3 separate regions of the Sus scrofa genome follow, and regions 2 and 3 are each linked to region 1. Evidence: chromatin contacts called from public Hi-C and HiChIP or PLAC-seq data. All regions are on one chromosome and are shown on one strand. The core of a region is the stretch at or near the end of the contact, and the rest is flanking DNA. Distances in the headings are between cores, read along the strand shown.

Evidence for each region. Hi-C and Micro-C count contacts between places; a contact is called where the count stands out from the background. HiChIP or PLAC-seq counts read pairs in DNA pulled down with a chosen protein or histone mark.
Region 2: a Hi-C map of skeletal muscle shows a contact between it and region 1, with 2.2 times the contacts expected there. The contact joins the promoter of HERC1 here to the promoter of DAPK2 in region 1. A contact is called at or near these places in 1 of 5 promoter capture datasets (liver), 3 of 47 Hi-C or Micro-C datasets (embryonic fibroblasts, heart right ventricle and skeletal muscle) and 1 of 2 datasets of contacts at active chromatin or transcription factors (skeletal muscle).
Region 3: a contact with region 1 is called in an H3K27ac HiChIP or PLAC-seq map of skeletal muscle, with 9 times the contacts expected there. The contact joins the enhancer-like site here to the promoter of DAPK2 in region 1. A contact is called at or near these places in 1 of 5 promoter capture datasets (liver), 9 of 47 Hi-C or Micro-C datasets (embryonic fibroblasts, epiblast stem cells, heart right ventricle and 3 more) and 1 of 2 datasets of contacts at active chromatin or transcription factors (skeletal muscle).

What each region holds. Positions count from the first base shown.
Region 1 is chr1:107,995,024-107,999,076 of Sscrofa11.1, forward strand. DAPK2 (death-associated protein kinase 2) reads left to right here and starts at 2,282. Exons shown (of 12, transcript NM_001243563.1): 1 at 2,282-2,380.
Region 2 is chr1:108,204,478-108,208,530 of Sscrofa11.1, forward strand. It overlaps HERC1 (probable E3 ubiquitin-protein ligase HERC1), which reads left to right and starts at 1,695. Exons shown (of 78, transcript XM_021094078.1): 1 at 1,695-1,862.
Region 3 is chr1:108,141,230-108,145,282 of Sscrofa11.1, forward strand. No RefSeq gene overlaps it. Among named protein-coding and RNA genes, the nearest start is that of HERC1, 63 kb to the right of the region's middle. Within about 2 kb of position 1,967, at least 19 of the 83 cell types and tissues checked have an H3K27ac peak or open chromatin away from gene starts, as enhancers often do. A contact at or near this core is called in liver and skeletal muscle, where this site is marked.

The DNA.
Region 1 (4,053 bases), core at 1,032-3,531:
TGGTTTATAAAAGGCATTTCACTTGGAGATTAAATGAGGTGACAGGAAAACCCTTAGTGCAGTGTCTTGCTCATGATAGATTGTCTATAAATGTTGGTTTGATCTGGGTAGAAGGATGAAAATATTATATGATGGAGTAATAGAAGCCAAAACTGAGAGGCCAGAAAATCTCCTGAAAGGAAAGAGCTGAGGGTTCCTGGTTCTGGAGAGGAAGGAGCAGGGCCAGTCCTGTTTAGGGGCAGAGGCCACTACAGATGGCTAGACTTGGCTCCTGTGCCTTTGTTTTCCTGGATGCAGCTGCTGAGAACTGGGTTAGGATCTGGGCTCAGCTGAGATGGAGTCAGCATGTAGACCAAGGAGGCAGAACTAGGACCCCAAGTAGGTAGGTCAGCGACACGGAGGTCAGGGATCATCACAGCCCAGGCACTGGCTGTGTGAATGAAGAGGCCTCCACATGATTTCAATCCCCAGCCATTCAAGTCACTCCCACCCACTCAAGTCTTCCTGAGTGAGGTCCCAGACATTGTGGAGCAGAGGTAAGCCTTATGTACCATGCACTGTCTACATTCCTGACCCTCCATGCACGAGCCTGACAAGACTGTTTCATGTCACCAAGGCTGGGGCAGTTTGTTACACAGCAATAGATAATTGGAAAAGGGGGAGGAGGTGTTTTGAGGGTGGTCTGAGGATGAAGGGCATCTTCATGCTGGTGAAGTCTCACCAGTGGTTGTCCTGTGCACACTGACTTGGAAAGCCACATCTGGTCTTGGATATTACTCTATTCAAGGTAGACTGATGCTCCTGGGGGAGGTCGCTCAGAGCCTGCACTGTCCTGGAATATTATTGTCAAGCTGATAAACGAGGAAGCACTGGGATCTTTCTATAGCGTGTCAAAGGTGCTGCGGTATGGGTCAGCTGGGGGTGGGAGGGCTGGTTCATCTATACTTGTCAATACCCCAGTGTCCAGAAAGGCTCAAGTGGGGAATGGGAGGTTGCCCACCAAGGTGAGGGTCCTCCAGGTGCATCTTACACAGTCTGTCTCATTTCAGCCCCATAAAGCTCCATTAGATGCTGTTAGAATGGGTGGTTGCTTATGTTACTGATAAAGATTGAGTTCAGGTGCCATGCCCAAGATTACAGCCATCTGAAATCGCATGGCAGCGCTTTGAACCAAATGTAGGACTCTGAGTCTAACCATATTTACTCTAACACTTTTTTGAGGATCCCCCAGATGACTTAGGGATGGAGGCTCGGGGAAGGGATCTTCATCTTCCCCTAAACAGCCTCTTGTCCCTAAACAGCCTCTTGTCTTGAAATAAGAAGACCTGGATTAAATTCTGTTTCCACTTCCTTCCTCTTACCACCCCTTCCACTCTCATTCCTTTTTCCTCCTGGGATTTTGGACAGAAGGAAGAAGGGAAGAGGACTCCACTTTCCAATCTTTTATTAGGGAAGACTTGAGGGCGATGTGAAGCTTCACTCACCAACGCGCTGGGCAGGACTGGGGGCATAGAGGTCAGGCTGCTCCCAAATGGTGTGTTGCAGGGGGTGTGAGTGGATGGGGTGGGGTGATGAGGTGAGTCTCCCCCCACCCCACTGTGAAACGTGGATGATTAGTTTTCCAGAGGAATCTGTGTGTCAGAATCTGTGCGTTGTCGTTGCAAGGGGCCTATTCCCTGGTGGGACTTCCTCTTGGGGCGCCTGTGTGATAACGGGATAACAGGAGACAAGGAAATACCACTCTCTCCTTTTTTTTTTTTTTTTTTTTGTCTTTTTCGTCTTTTTAGGGCCACACCCGCAGCATTTGGAGGTTCCCAGGCTAGGGGTCAAATTGGAGCTGCAGCTGCCGGCCTACACCACAGCCACAGCAACGCTGGATCCTTAACCCACTGAGTGAGGCCAGGGATCGAACCTGCGTCCTCATGGGTGCTAGTAGGGTTCCTTAACCGCTGAAGCACAATGGGAACTCCCGGAAATACCACTTTCTGAGCGATCATGCCTGGCTATGTGACTTGCCCAAAGACACACAGGCTGTAAGGGCAGCAGATCCAGTGAAGACGCCCTGAGGTTCCTGCCACTCTGTCTCTTGCCCCCTCTCCTGGAATCCGCAGGGGCTCTGAGGTGCTCACCCTGACCCGGCAGAAGACACTAGGTCCTCACCCCAGGGCTGGCCGGAGGGGGCTCCCGGCAGGGGGCGCCCCGAGTCCCTTCTCGGGCCTCGGGGAGCGCCTCCAGCCGGCGCCTGGGACCAGGCCGGCCGCCCCGCCCCCTCGGCTCCTCGGACGCTCCGCGGGCGGGCGCGCAGCGAGCAGATCTGAGCCGAGGGCCGCACGCCCCGCCGAGCCCCTCGTGCCCACCGCCTGCCGCTCAGACTACCGCCGTGAGTAGTGTCCGTCTGCGGGCTCGACGGGAGGGACAGGGCGTGTGGAGAGGGGGCTGGGAGTGGGGCTGGCGGGGGCAAACTACTCCGAGGCGTGTTCTCCTACCCTTGAGTGCGCCGCCGGGTCCCTGATGCCGCTCCCCCGGGGTATGACCGGCCTTGGCTTTGGGCGTTCTGGCCGGCACCCGACTGCTCCCCCAGGGCGCGGTCCGAAGTCTGGCACTTTGACCTGAGGGATCGGGTGGGAGCTGCGGGCAGAGGCCAGGTGCTTAGGGAGGATTGTAGGAGACTGGCTTCCATCACGCTAAGACCCCTTGCCGCGGGGGGAGAGCACTGGGAGGAGAGGGCCAGGTCTTCCTTAACATCAGCCTTCTCGAATACTTCCTTCTCCCCCTTGAGTGAGGAGGTGATGCGAGGAGGCTTTCTCTGTGGCAGGACGAAGCTGTGGTCCCCGGGGTGGGGAGCCTGGCCTGGGGCAGAGTCAGGGTGGGCATGGGGCAGCCAGTAGGTCTGCAACAGGCTGGGCTTTCTACCCCAGCATGGGGAGGGGGGTTGTCAACAGTTGACCCAGCTCTGGGCCAGGCATTGTGGATGTCTCATGGCAGGTGTGGGTCTGGCTAAATGCTCACTGTAACTCTGCAAGGTGGAAATTAGTCTTCTCACTTTAGGGAGGAGGAGAGGAGGCCAGGAGAGTTGAGCAGAGGCCAGGGCAGGTGGGGGTAGGCTAGGAGTGGGCACTGGAAGAGAACATACTTAGTTGGCTGCCTCACTGACAGGTGGGAAGGACCCTGGGGAAAGGTGGATAGAGCACAGCCCTTGTACCTTGTACTCTAGAATCCAGTGCAGGGCAGCTGGGGTCTGTGGTTTCTGACACTGTTTCTCAACTGCCTCCCTGTAGGGTTTTCCTGGGAGAGTCCTAGTGACCGAGGGGTCCTGGCGTCTTGGCTTTTTCACAGTCACTTCCAGAGTCCTGTTCTTTCCCAAAACACCCATCTCCCAAGATATGTTTTTAGCACCTGAAGCGACCTCATTCAGCAGCTTTGGGAGAGGCTTGGGCAGGGGGTACAGGGGTATGTGGATGTGGGTGGGTGTGTACTGGTCTGGGACAAGTTTCCCACTGGCAGGAACAAGACCTGAACTGACCCTGACCACCTCCCTAAGGCCTCCCTAGGTGAGGAGGTGCAGGTGCCAAGTGGAGCTGGACCTTCACCAGGAACAGTTTTCTCATGTCAGCCCAGGTAGGTGGCTGACCCTCTCTGAGCCCCAGTTTCCTCATCAGAGATTGGGGCGGGTGAGAGCCTCCAGGGCATGGTGAGGCTCTGTAATGCTAGGTGCCTCTCCCTTCTGTTGTCAGCCTCCTCAGAGCCCAAATGTGATGATTCTTGATGTAGGGCATCAGGGGACAATCACACCCATTTCACAGACTTGCCCTGGGTGAGCATCTCTGAGTTTGGCAGAGGGAGCTGGGACCCATGAAGAAGAAGCCTTAGGATGATGGAAAGTCCCTTATGGGATTATCCTTCTGTCCTTGAAGCTTGCTTGTGGTTGTCCCTCAGGAGGCCACTGACTTCCCAGCCTTGGTGCCAGCACTGGAGAGTTGAGGGTGCTCGTAACAGAAGCCAGGGTAAGAGCGGCTGGAGTGGGCTAGCTGTGTGATTTTTAGCAGGTTCCTT
Region 2 (4,053 bases), core at 445-2,944, 210 kb after region 1:
TCTGCTGGTTCCTTTCACCTTTGACTTAACCCTATTTATGCAGGAGCCACATATTTCCTATATGCAGATGAAAGATGAAAAATTTTTTTTCTGTTGATTTTCCACTTCCTCCACCTGGGACCTGGTTCAGCTGTAGGACTGTGGGATGTGCGGCATGAAATGGGGATTGAGCATGTGTGAGGAAAGATGTAGCTGACTAGTATGGCCAGAGTGTGCAGCTCAGAGGACTATCAGGGCAAGAGCCTGCAGAGCTGAGGTCTTGACCTTGAGTTCCCTTTATCCTCCTCACCCCTCTATCTCCAACATTTGTGCGAGGAGGAGGCGGTGGGGCAGAATCTTAATAAAATGAACTGGTAGAGTTTGGAGAATGGTGCTGACAATGAAACTGCATCAGAAGTTGATTTAAATATTAAAGAGTGGTCAGAGAAGGGGTGGAATGGTTAAAGAGAAGGCGGAAGGTATTCAGGGCTTACTTGTGACATTATTTGTATTTGATAAGAGTATGCAATTGGTCTCAGTTGTATTCAATTCTCCTTTCTACATTGCCCTGAGGGTGGAAACTAAGGAGAGGGCAAAGGGGAAAATGTCTCACTTGGTCTTTGAAATAAGGAAAGTCCTAGTAAAGTTTTATAAATCCAAGAAAAACAGAATGTCAAGGGATGCCCTGAGTAGCACAGATGCCTACATGATCAACAAGTTAAAATGAGAATGGCTAGAGAGCCTGTTAACCTCGTCTCAGCTTCACACAAGATACCCAGACCGTAAAGCACTGGCAACAATGACATCATTCTACACACACCCACTCCCGCATTTCTAGTTTACTAGAAATAGATGCACATAATCGGTGCTCGTTAGAATATTTCCAACGAAGGATACCAGGAAGGTGGCTAGAAATGAGGAGTCTAGGAGTAAGAACAGGTACAGAAGGAAGACAGCGACAGGTGTATTCATTCAACAATGGACCAGGGCTAGGTGCTGAGGACACAGTGATGACTAAGCCAGTCACGGTCCCTTCATTGTAGAGGTCGAAGTCAGGATCCAGGATATAATTTACCTCCGTTTTCCTCAGCAGAAAACAGAGTCGTCGCAGGCCCCAGCATTTGTAGGGTTTTGGCAGTCCTGCGGCGTAAAGACATTAATAATGAGATAGAAGTCAAATGAAACGCTTTCATATGACTGAACTTAACCGGCCAGAAGTCTAGGACTGACTGTCGTGGGAGATAAAGAACTCAGAGCGCGTGGTGCAAGTCTGAGATAAAGGGGTGTGGTCGCCTAGCCCCTGCAGCCAGCATTTTCACGCCTCGCTCCATCCTTCAGCACCAGGGAGCGGGACAGTGGGGTCATCCACGCCCACTACGAGGGAAGCAACGAGGAAAACGGGGCGCGCTGGCTGGCAGCCCCCTCTCCTCACTGTCCTTTGTGAAACGTCCCCAATTGTGCCTCATAGGCACAGTCCGATCCCCACGGACGGACCGAGCTGTCCAGACTCCGCGAGGACTGAACGGTGAGGGCTGTGCGGTGGCGAGGAATACCTAGAATCTGCGCTCCCCATCGCTACTCATTAAACATCATTCCCTTTTCCCGTTCTCCTGCAAACTCGCCCGGGAGCGCTCCTCCCCCAACCCCTTCGGCCTCCCGCGATGGACCTGGGGGCGGGGCGAGGGCTCGAGACTGCGCGAGAGTTCTGCCCAAATCCCGCGAGACTCGCCTGCCGCCGCTGCCACCGCCTCTTACGTCTTTCCCTTTGACAAGTCGCCGCTGCTGCAGCAAAAATAAAGGACGCGGCCGCCGCAGCCGCTGCCGAGCCGGGCTCGGGTCGCCGGAGCCGCGCCCCACCGCCGCCAGCTCTGGAGCAGCGTATGGTAATGCCTCCTCTTCTGCACTCTTGGCCGCCTGTGCGTGCGCCCCGCCGGCCCGGCAAGGCCGGCCGGGGCCGTTCGGGAGCCGCAGCCGAGAGGGGTCGCCGGGGTCCCGAGTGGGATGCAGGCGAAGGCCTGAGGAAACCCTCCCGGCGCGGTGCGGCTCCCTGGCCCCCAAAGGCCTCTTGCTGCCCGGGCGCCTACAGAGACGCGTTAAAAGCCGAACCGCTCGGCCGTGAGGGCGGAGGGACCCGCCCCTCCGGCGGCTTGCTGTACCTGTCCCTTGGCCCTCGGGGGTCGCGTTTCTGACCTTTTCCCCCACCCCTTTATCCGCTAACGAGAGCCCCGCCCCCGCTGGGGCTTGGACCGGGGGAGGGGGTGGGGTGGCGGCCCGACTCTCTTTCGGGATCTGAGGAGAGCCGCGACACCGGTGCCCCCCGTCACCGGTAGCTTTTTGAGGGGTGGAGGTTGGGACGACATGTCTTTCCCCTTTTCTCTGCTTCTGGGTGGGCACAGCTCATCATCTGGTAAACCTTTCTTCAAGTCTTCCGTCTCTATAAAATAACAATTTATAAAGCTTCTCCTCCCAGGAGGGGAGACGAGATGCATTGTTCAGTCTCTGGGGTGAGATGAGGGTGATGATGACAGGAGCTGTCCCACGGAACATGGTGAAACTCTTTCTTTGATGGGTGGCAGGTTCGTGGGAGACACGAGGAGGACTGAAGCTGGTACCATCTCTCCCAGGAGGTTATGTAAAAGACATGCTGTGTGTCCTAGAGAACTGTGAAACACAGGGACGGAGTTTGCCTTAATTTAAAAATAATTTCTGCATTACTGTAGAAAATATGGATACTCAATAATAGGAATACCAAATCCATTCTTGTAATTACATTTCTATTTCATGATTAATATTTTGGTGTATTTCCTAGCACTTAATTTTTTCAAATAGTGTTTGGCTTATCCTTGACTGAGACTTCCTCTTTCTATATATGTTGCAAAAGTGATTTATTTAAGTCACTTCTTAGGCCTGCTTGATTAAAATTGGTTACTTGTTCATTATCACTGGCTGTACTCATTCATCACTCTCTCTTTCATTGGGCCTTCTTCCAATATGATTGTTAGCTAAATTTTTTTTTTTAATTAGAAATTATTATCTACTTGGATCTAGTATATATGTGTTGTTACATTTCAGCCTGTGGTGGGATCTGATAGTGAGTAGTGGTTGTGGAAAGTAGATAAACTTTGATTATTCATGGTGGGAAGAAACCTGTTTACCTCAAGGTTTTGTAAAATTGGTTTCCATTGGTTATTTTTAGACCAAAATCATTATATGACATTGTTTGTTTCATGGTACTTTTGTGATTAGAATGGGATGGACATGTGCCTTTGATTATATAGCTTTCTATACAAGCAGAACTTGAATGCCCTAATTGCCTGTATGCATACATGTGCATATTATATACATACAACATGTATTAGGCACATATACACCTTCATACATCTTGAAAGTGAGTTAAAATGTATCCTTATACTATTTGAGAAAAGAAAGCATTAGGTAGGCCAAAGAATAGTCTTGTAGTATTTCGCCCAAATCACCTGACTGAATTATGTGGCAGAATTAGACATCTAGGGAGGTTGAAAACCTGGAGGCTTTTAAAAACAGGAAAGATTGTCATCTATCTAGGGTTGTCATGGAGTGTATTAAATGGCCTGTTAAGTCCACTTGTAATTCTAAACTTTTATGAATTTTGCTTTCCCTCAGGTTCTTATCACTTTGCTTCTTAAATTTCTAGTCATGCTGTTTGCATGTGATGCTTAATCGTTCATTTGCTGGTCATGTATTCCACTCCCAATGCCGGCATCCTGGTGATGCATGGAGGAAAAAGCAAATGTAAAGCATCATTGATCTTTTTTTTTTATTTTTACATATAAACATTTGAAAATCCTATTTGAGTAAAGGAATTTCGGATGAGTTGTTGGACTGGGTTGGTTAGTAGAGGGTGCAAATAATAAATACAGTACAATTCTAACGTCCCAAGCAGTTTTTCCCAAAAAAGACTAAATTACTCCTTCTCAATATTTGAGATTTAGAAGAAAAGGACTATGTAGTTTGAACAGCTGATTTTTTAAAATTCAGATTTTCAGACCTTGATGACTTTGTAGTTTGGGGTGTGGAGAGAAGTTTGTATTAGGA
Region 3 (4,053 bases), core at 717-3,216, 150 kb after region 1:
TCGGGTGCTGAGAGGGAGGCTTACTGCAACTTTGTGTTTTTGTTCAGGATGGTGAAGCTCACCTCAAGGGGCACACCAGCTCTTTAAAGAAGTAAATGCAAGAGTATTTGCCCCCCACCTTGTTTCCTTCTTTTGTTATTTAAGATGCTGTATCAGCTTGCTAGAGTGGCCATGACAAAATACCACAGATGGGGTGGCTTAAACAACAGCAATTAACTTCCTCAAGGCTTGTCTTTTTGCCTTTGTATAAGGCCACTCCCACGGCATATGGAGGTTCCCAGGCTAGGGGTCGAATCGGAGCTTCAGCTGCCGGCCTACACCACAGCCACAGCAATGGGGATCTGGGCCGAATCTGCAACCTATACCACAGCTCACAGCAACACCAGATCCTTAACCCACTGAGCAAGGCCAGGGATCGAACCCTCGACCTCATGGTTCCTAGTCAGATTCGTTAACCACTACGCCATGACGGGAACTCCAACTTCCTCACAGCTTGTAGATAACCACCTTCTCCCTGTGTTTTCATCTGACTTAATGGATTAGGGCCCACCCATAAGACCTCATTTTACATGAATGACCTCTTGAAGGAGGTCATTTACTTCCAAGTACAGTCCCGTAGTAATGAGGTGTGGGGGTTAGGACTTCAACAGAAGAATTGGGGCTGAGGGGAGGGGAGAGGTAGAAGACCCAGTTTGGCTCATAACACACATTTACTTTAAGAATTATTTGAGTTTTTCGGTAGATCCTGTCGTGACTCAGCGGAAAGAAATCTGACTAGCACCCATGAGGAGGCAGGTTCGATCCCTGGCCTCGCTCAGTGGGTTAAGAATCTGGTGTTGCCATGAGCTGTGGTGTAGGTCGCAGATGCCACTCTGATCCCATGTTGCTGTGGCTGTGGTGTAGGCCGGTGGCTGTAGCTCCAATTTGACCCCTAGCCTGGGAAACTCCATATACGGCAGGAGCGGCCCTAAAAGGCAAAAAATTATTGATTTTTTGATGTCTGCCTCCTCTCGTGGGCAATAAGATCTGTGAGAGCAGGACTGCGACTCTCTGATGCCGGATTGTGTACAGTGTCTGTGGGTGTTGAGCAAGTATTTATGGACAGAGTTAATGAATGACTTCTCTTTCCTTGGTTGATCCAAAATGTCAAGGAGAATTGCAGGACTTCACACTGGCAAGAAGCCAAAACGCTAATGGCATTCCTGTTCTCCAGGGACCTACTTAGTATAATATGCCTTGGAACGGAAAGCCTACTGTGGGTCAGACTTTTGTCTAGCCTTGACAAATGAAGCTTCCAATAAGAGAAGGGGAAAGAAAGTCTGGGTTGCTGTTCTGTTTCCTTGTCCTTATGCCTTCGCATGAATGGACTTGGAAAGTCACCAAACAAAAGAGTAAAACTTCTTTTCTGGGTGTTGAATTAGTCATGTGATGAATCTGGAGTTTGTCATTTTCCCTACCTCTAGCTATTGCGACCCAGGTTCCAGGTCAGAGAGCCAGCAGCTACCTGTTGGGGTCGAAAGGGGTGTTCAAGGTCAGGTACAGAGGACAGATCTGACTCTAGATGAGTCTTTTAGAAGAGAGTGTGTATGTGTGTTATGTCTGTGTTTCTGGGTATTTCTAAATATCTCTGTGTGTGCATCTGCTTCTATGTGTGTGTATTTGGGTGTGTGTGTGTGCATGCACGCATGTGCCCACACATTCATGGATGTGTCTGAGTTTTGTTTGTGTGTGTCTCTTTGTTTCTCTGTGTGTACATCTGACTATGTGTCTGGGTGTGTGCATCTGTCTCTGTGTGGGTGTATCTGGGTATCTGGTTTTGTCCAAAAGGACTTATGGGGAAGTGCCTCTGGCCCAGGCTTTGCAGCCTCTGTTCTAATGCTGTCAGACCTTTGAGACTGGTCTATTTGACTTTCCAGGGGACAGAGTTGAGAAAAGCCACATCTGCTGAGTCATAAGGATGTGGCCTGTATGTGTTCACAGTTGGACGTATCACCTTTCATACACATGAAGGGGAAATTTCAGATGGGCTGGCTGACCCTGCAGTCTTTCAGAAGGTCAAGACCTCAGCCAGCCCTAGGAAGGAGCGGAAATGAGAAAGCTCAGGGGACATAGAAGTTGGCAGGAGACGAGCCAAGCCTTGGATATTTCCCCAGCTGATACCCTGGGTCATGGCTTTCTCAGGCTGTTCCAATAACCAAGCTGATAGCGTTGAAACTGGCTGATGGATGCTTCCTGGTCGGGGAGGAAGCCAGAGTCGATGGTCTTGAAAGGTACAAATTAGAGGACCTTGCCAAACTCTTAACAGTCTGGAGGCACCACCAGGCCATGAGTCCAGACTCTAGAAAATCCTTCTCTTCCCTCTCCATCCCAACCAGCCAAGAGAGAAACAAAAAGCACCACAATAGTATGCTTATCCACAATGCAATCAGTAAGTCAAGCTTGTCTGATTTTAAACAGTAACTTTTCCCCCAGGGACAGCAGGGGCAGGAAGCCTCAGTCACGGCTTCTTGACTGGAATGGGCTTCACAGGTTCTTTTCCAAGAGCACATGAAGAAGGACAAGGGGGCATTTGCCCGCTCGTGTGTGCCTGGTAGGGCATGGAAAGCAAACACACCTTCTGAGCATTTACACATGTCAGTTGTGGAGCTAGGCACTGTTCCGGGGAGCCCAGGCTGGGGACAAACCTGACATTGTAGACATTCAGCTAGCTCATAGATAAGCCGCTTCCTGTAGCCCACGAGGCTGGAAGCACAGATGTGGATGAGGCGAGGGAAGAGAGTGTGGGCACATCAAGGAGGGGCTGGTTCTTCTGAGGACATGGTCATCAGAGGTGGGAGGTAGGCTAGCCTGGAGCAGGGGGCCTCAGTTACTTCTCGTATTCAGACAGTGAAGGCCACTGACAAAAACTCCTGCTTGTCAACCATCACTCACCTCTGGTGGGGGCCAGCCAGCCTCATGGGGCCCCATGGGTCTGCACTGCAGGCCAGTAGGCTTGGTGGGGATCAGGTTCTCCTGGGGAGAAAGAGGCTGGGGAAGGAAGGACAGTGGTCAGTACCTGCCTAACTGGGGACTTCAGCGACTTTATAGATGCTCATCCAGCCCCACGGAAGATGCCCCGAGGTGGCAAGGACCCTCAGGAACTGGCATCAAACTGTTCACGTCATTACAAGTTCTTTCTCAGGTGGAGTTCAAGCCTTCCGGAAGATCCATCTGTTGTCCTGGTTGTATCTCCTGGGGTCACATCCATTTAACAAATATGTAGACAAAGATGAACAAGATGGTCTGTGTCTTCAAATAATCCAAAGGCTGGTGACAAGGACAGGGCAGGATGAAATAGTGGCTAAGCTGTGAGCTGAGGGAGGGATTCTGACTGATGGCAGGAGACCTAGAGGAGGTGGCCTTTGAGGCGGGCTTAACAGAGAAGGGGATTGATGTATGTGGAAGGGACTGTGGAGTCCAGGCCGGGAAAAGCTTGAGTGAAGACACAGAGGCATGAGAGCAGAGCATCTCCTGAGGATGTGGGTAGCCTGGCAGGCTGGGGACCTGGTGGGGAGGGGAGCCGTGGGGGAGGTGGGGGCTGGGTCACAGAGAGGCTTGAGTCTGGGTCTCTATTCAGTGAGCCACAGGGAGGTCCAGAAGTTTTGTGAGACTTTATCAGAGCTGTGATTGACATCAGTGACTCTCAAAGGGTGTCTCCGTCCAGAAGCATCAGCATCTCCTGGGACATTGTTAGAAGTGCGGATTCTCAAGCTCCTCCCCCAGACTTGCTGAATCAGCAACTCTGGGCATGGGTCCTAACCAACTGCTCCAACAAGGCCTCCAGGTGATTCTGATGTTCTGCTCTAGAAGAGCAACCCGGAGAGCTGGGCGAGAGACAGGCGAGGTGCGGGGAATCTGCAGGCAGAGGGCAGTCAGGGCCATTAGAGTCACCTGTGTGGGGCCGGAAGCAGCCTGCCCTGCAGAAGAGGCAGGAGGAGTTAGACAGACTCTGGTTCCCGTGCCTGCCCCTCACCTTCTAGCCTCGTGAACCTGGGCAAAGGACCTGCCTCTCCT